Linked DNA regions of Mus musculus: region 1 is linked to region 2. Evidence: chromatin contacts called from public promoter capture Hi-C data. All regions are on one chromosome and are shown on one strand. The core of a region is the stretch at or near the end of the contact, and the rest is flanking DNA. Distances in the headings are between cores, read along the strand shown. Region 1 holds the start of Hps3 (HPS3, biogenesis of lysosomal organelles complex 2 subunit 1). Region 2 holds the start of Dnajc5b (DnaJ heat shock protein family (Hsp40) member C5 beta).

The links. Promoter capture Hi-C pulls out the DNA fragments that hold promoters and counts their contacts.
Region 1: a contact with region 2 is called in a promoter capture Hi-C map of embryonic stem cells, with 4 times the contacts expected there. The contact joins the promoter of Hps3 here to the promoter of Dnajc5b in region 2. A contact is called at or near these places in 8 of 39 promoter capture datasets (the 3T3-L1 cell line, the C10 cell line, embryonic stem cells and 3 more) and 2 of 115 datasets of contacts at active chromatin or transcription factors (embryonic forebrain and embryonic stem cells).

The regions. Positions count from the first base shown.
Region 1 is chr3:20,033,855-20,036,930 of GRCm38.p6, reverse strand. Hps3 (HPS3, biogenesis of lysosomal organelles complex 2 subunit 1) reads left to right here and starts at 1,621. Exons shown (of 17, transcript NM_080634.4): 1 at 1,621-1,882. The coding sequence starts at 1,666.
Region 2 is chr3:19,507,115-19,510,010 of GRCm38.p6, reverse strand. It overlaps Dnajc5b (DnaJ heat shock protein family (Hsp40) member C5 beta), which reads right to left and starts at 1,416. Exons shown (of 5, transcript NM_025489.3): 1 at 1,305-1,416.

The DNA of each region.
Region 1 (3,076 bases), core at 372-2,871, 530 kb before region 2:
TGGGGTAGGTGACCCTGTCAAGATTGACATGGAGGTTGGGTCCATCTCTATAGACATTCCATTACTGGGGTGTGGGGGCTGGAAACTTGCTGGGGAGGTCTGAAAACTGTTGCTGAAGAAGTCTGGAAAGTGCTGCTGACCCAGTGTCCTTGCCTCAGGCCAGGTGGCAGGGCGGCTTCTAAGGCCTGGACTTGCCTGGAATTGTCCAGTTCTTAGAGACAGAGATTTAGGCCTATTCTCCTTAGCTGCCAATTTGAAGTCTGTCATGGAATCAGCCTAGCTTTCTCATAAGCTGATGGTCACAGAAGTGAGAAAAACAGTTAATAAAGATAAAAATCTCTTCCCAAAATTTCTTAGGTCAGCCAGGTACAGGGACTATATCAAGGGAGAAGAAGCTATCTCTAGAGAAGGTAGTGCCATTCTAGGACTTAATGAATCTCACAAAAGTCAAATTACATTCAATTAATATCCTGAAGAGGAAAAATTAATCAAAAGAGACAGACACTTAAATCAGATACTCATAAGAGGGAAAGGGGATGTTTATGGATGTCACATGAGTAGCAATCTGCTTGTTTTCCTGATTTCTGTAGCCCAGATCTCTGGACTATTCCATGTATTCTTTGCTCACTGAGTTTAATGAACCCGTCTCCCAGAGTGTTCCTAGTAGAGGATGAAGTACATGATTCCTCGTCATCTGGAAGGTATTCGAAATGGCAGCAGTTCAACTTCAGTCCAATTGCTCCCACATTATAAATTCTCAGAGCAAAGGACTCAAGGTAACCATCAGCATGAGAATTGAAGTTTGCTCTTTTCAGTGTAAAAAGAAGAGCATCCTCCAGTCAACCAATACGTACATATGTGCATGCAAACACATATATTTTCTAGAATTGTTAAAAAAACATTATAGATCTGGTTTATTAAATCTCCCAAAATAGAAAAATTCCGACGGCAAGTTTCTTCAATATAGGAAATACTTAGGAACTGTATATTGACCATCCGGGGATCTCTCTCCTCCCCTATTATCTAAGGCTTAGAGGAAACTTTTGCCAAATGCCTGCAAAATGTTTTCATAGATCTTCTCATCCAATGCATTATTTTTTTATTTTTATTTTTTGCTAAGCATCTTCGAGGATTTGCCCTTTTCAATAAAACCATTGTAGGATCCACAGTATTTGTGGTGTGTTTAACCCTACGTTGGGAGTTTAACATCAGGTTTTGCAGTTTCATCCTTTAGAAGCAGACTTTGTGTGCCCCGGTACAGGGGAACGCCAGGGCCAAAGGGGGGGAGTGGGTGGGTAGGGGAGTGGGGGTGGGTGGGTAAGGGGGACTTTTGGTATAGCATTGGAAATGTAAATGAGCTAAATACCTAATAAAAAATGGAAAAAAAAAAAAAAAAGTTCAAAGTCTAAGGCAAGTCGACCAAGGCACAGACGGGCAGATGATCGAGTGTTAAACACGCTGAAGGTTTCACATACTAATCTGTCCAGAAGCAGCAAAGTTAACATCTCCAAAGAGGAACCGAGGTCTCTGCATCCACTTAGGGTAGCACTTCACTTAGCGCGCGGCCTCTTTAAGGAGCGGTGCCCGGGGTGTGGTCGCAGCGCTCACGTGATCCGGAGCAGCTCTCTAAGCTTGCGGAAGCCGCCCAGCGGTCCGGGCGCCGGGATGGTGCGTCTGTACAACCTGCACCCGTTTGGGTCGCAGCAGGTAGTCCCCTGCCAGTGGGAGCCGGAGCAGGTCTGCTGCGGCGGGAGCGACGCGCTGTTCGTGGCTGCCGGCTGCAAGGTGGAGGCGTTCGCTGTTCAGGGCGAAGAGCTGTGCCGGCAGCGCTGCGCCTTCTCCACGCTAGGCAGGGTGCTGCGCATGGCCTACAGCGAAGCCGGTGAGGAGCGGCTTTGGGGCGGGGCTCTGGGTAGGGAAGGGATTGGTGCTCTTCTAGGCTGGCTGCTGACAGTCAGTGTGGGTCGGGCACTAAGTGCTAAAGTCATTTTGTGTAGTTGTTTTAGCGACCGCAGATCCGGTGTCGTGCCACGGTCCGGTGCTTGCCTAGTTTGCTTGAAGCCTTGGTCTGATCCTCCTTACTCAGATTGCTTCAACTAGTCATTCTAGCACTTTGGAGGTAGAGACCGGAGGATCTGAAGTTTAAGGTCCTCTGCAGTTTGGTGAGTTCCATTCTAGCCTAGGCTACAAGTAATCATGTCTCGAAGCAAAACAAAGCAGACACCCCACGTGGAGATGCAATGCTGACTGATCCCGTCCACAGCTTGAAATAAAGACGTGTGGCTCGGTTCCACTTATGCCAGACCCTTAAAAGATTAATGTAAGAAAACAAACCTGGTTCAAGAGAAAGAGGAGGGAGAATGATATCCTGAAGTTCACAGGAGGCTCGACCTCAAAAGTTATCTCAAATCGGAGCCAGCCCTTTTACCTCTTAAGTCACTATCACTTGTGGTTGATTTATTACATTGGGTTGTATCAAATGCTTGGCCCTGGTTGGATACTAATGACTTGAGCCACACCGACTGGAGGAGGCTAGCACTAAACCATGATAACCTCGTTCTTGAAACCTTGAAGAACAAAGATGCTTTTATTACCATGTTGGCTGCCTTAAAGAGCTTCAGGAATCATGTGGGATGGCATAAGTATCACGGGCCATATAACTCAAAGGTAGCATTCAGTCCACAGTTGAACTTCAACTTCTGAGTGTAACTTCTATTAACCCATGCATGACTAAACATTAATAGGCTGACCCCTGGCAATGCCTAAGTTCAGAAAACCTGTCTGATGTCTCCTTTGATGCCTTTTTTTCTTCTGAGTAAATGTTCTGGTCTGTGTTCTCTCAGTGCCTAGTGTCCTCTGCCATAGCAAATCCACCTTGTCAACAACCAGGACTATCTGTGCATTTATATTTACTGTGAATGTTTTGGAGGCCTTTTTCCCAGGCAGAAAGCATTTTCTTTTTCTGTCAGGTCCAAAGGAAACCCCAAGTCCCAAACTCCAAAGGGCAGTCCAAAGATCCAGACGTGAGCTCCTCCATGGCTATAGGAGGAGTTCTGGTGTTTAGTTAAAAGCCAGC
Region 2 (2,896 bases), core at 167-2,666:
TCATAGCAACCTTCCAGATGAAAGTTGAATGTGTGCTATACAGTGAGCAGGCACTTCTGCTTTGCTCTGGGTCCCTCAGCAGAGGCAGGCGGATTTCTGAGTTCGAGGCCAGCCTGGTCTACAAAGTGAGTTCCAGGACAGCCAGGGCTACACAGAGAAACCCTGTCTCGAAAAAACAAAACAAAACAAACAAACAAACAAATGTCTCACATGCTATGGGTTACTGCTGCTTTCGTAGAGTGTCGGGGCCCTGGTCTTACTGCTGTGATACACATGCATGATTGTTGGAAGCTGAGTGAAAACTGTATCCCAGGTGGATTTGATCCCCTTTCTTGTCTACTGTGCCTGGTGTGTCCTGTAGGTTACTGATCCGAATCAGAGCCCCAGGCTGCTCCTTCCACAGTGTCCTAACACGGCTCTTGCAGACCATGATCAGAAAAGCCTGTTTGAGTAGTCCTAGCCTCTGACTGTGGAGTTGCTCTGTGTTAAGACCCAAGGGAGTCCAAACAGAGATGAGTCAGGGCCTGGCACCAATCCTAAGCTCCGCCTGCTGCTAAACAGAACGGCTATTTGCTGTCACTTGGAGTCTTTCTAGGCCTCCAGGAAGAAACAAATACTTTAGAAGCCAAAACCCCAAAGCAAAGTAAAGAAAACAGAACTGTTCACACGTCCAGCAACGATTCACTGCTGAGTCCCTAGACATGGGAGGAGTGGAGTAGGGGTAAAAGCAGATGAACTGTGCAACTTGACTTCTCAACCACAAGGCCTCTCTCTCTTCCACTGTCCCTAGGGGTGGCCTTTTGCCTCTGAAGTCTTGGAATTTCAAAACTAGACTTTGAAGTTAATCTCTATTGTTAACCCATAATACACCTTTCTCCTCCTTATATTAATTTTTGTTGTATTTTTAAAACCATCTCTATTAAAATTATTCTTTCACTTAAATATTTAAAATATTCACTCTTCTCTGTCATCCTGGGAGAAGTCACTAAAAACCAAAACTCCTGTGTAGAAGAATATCATAGAATGAGTGAGTCCCTTTAGAAAATAACCACGAACTGACCACTGGAGACACCAGTGCTTTTTGCACTTTCCCAGAAGTTGAGGAGGGGCCAGTGGTTATCTGAGAACTTTATAAATGCCTGTGTTTTGTGGCTTCATAGCCTCCTGGATATACCAGCTTTACTTCTGCTGGAAGCCCCTCTGGATTCCTACCATCCCTTAAAAAAAATAGGTACCCGTGTAAGTGTCTTCTTTTCCTTTAGACACTATTGAGTCCTGTGATTAGCTTAGCAAAAGTCATGTACCTTGTACCTGAACTGGAGGCATGGCTGGCTGATCCTTCTGGGTCCTTCCACGAGTGTTCTTCCCCTGCTCTGTCAATAACTGAGCCTCCGTTGCTTTTCCTTCTCAGATGCTAAGCTCTAGTCTATGCTGGGTATTGTGATGTCATAGACTAGAATTTTCCCTACCCCCACTACCCAGCTGAGATCTTCCCACCCACATCACTAACAGTCTCTCAATTTTCATTTACTTTAGCACTCAGGACCTTTTGAAATCTCCGGAAAGAAACATTGAAGACTGTGGTGGTTGGAATATGCTTGGACCAGGGAGTGGCACCATTAGGAGGTGTGGACTTGTTGAAGAAAGTGTGTCACTATGGGGGTAGGCTTTGAGAGAGCTTCCTACTAGTTGCCTGGGGATGCCAGTATTCTGTTTATCTTTTTTTAAAAAAATTTTTATTAGGTATTTTCCTCATTTACATTTCCAATGCTATCCCAAAAGTCCCCCATACCCTCCCCCCCCCACTCCTCTACCCACCCACACCCACTTTTTGGCCCTGGCATTCCCCTGTACTGGGGCATATAAAGTTTGCAAGTCCAATGGGCCTCTCTTTCCAATGTTGGCCTACTAGGCTATCTTTTGATACATATGCAGCTAGAGTCAAGAGCTCCGGGGTACTGGTTAGTTCATTATGTTGTTCCACCTATAGGGTTGCAGATCCCTTTAGCTCCTTGGGTACTTTCTCTAGCTCCTCCATGGGGGCTCTGTGATCCATCCAATAGCTGACTGTGAGCATCCACTTCTGTGTTTGCTAGGCCCCGGCATAGTCTCACAAGAGAGCTATATCAGGGTCCTTTCAGCAAAATCTTGCTAGTGTATGCAATGGTGTCAGCATTTGGAGGCTGATTATGGGGTGGATCCCTGGATATGGCAGTCTCTAGATGGTCCATCCTTTTGTCTCAACTCCAAACTTTGTCTCTGTAACTCCTTCCATGGGTGTTCTGTTCCCAATTCTAAGAAGGGGCAAAGTGTCCACACTTTGGTCTTTGTTCTTCTTGAGTTTCATGTGTTTTGGAAATTGTAACTTATATCTTGGGTATTCTAAGTTTCTGGGCTAATATCCACTTATCAGTGAGTACATATCATTTGAGTTCTTTTGTGATTGGGTTACCTCACTCAGGATGATGCCCTCCAGGTCCATCCATTTGCCTAGGAATTTCACAAATTCATTCTTTTTAATAGCTGAGTAGCACTCCATTGTGTAAATGTACCACATTTTTTGTATCCATTCCTCTGTTGAGGGGTCTGTTTACCTTTCTGAACAAGATGTAGAACTCTCAGCTCCTCCAGCACCATGCCTGCCTGGACACTGCCATGCTTCCTGCCATGATAATATTGGACTGAACCTCAGAACCTGTAAGCCAGCCCCAATTGAATGTTGTCCTTTATAAAAGACACCTTGATCATGGTATCTGTTCACAGCAGTAAAATCCTCACTAAGACAAAGACCATCCATCTCACCTGCTTTACACATAATAGCATTGATAGCCTGGATGGTGAAGTGTCTGAGCTAACTAGAGCCCAGAGGCCCTCTGTGTTGTGCTCTAACCCTTCT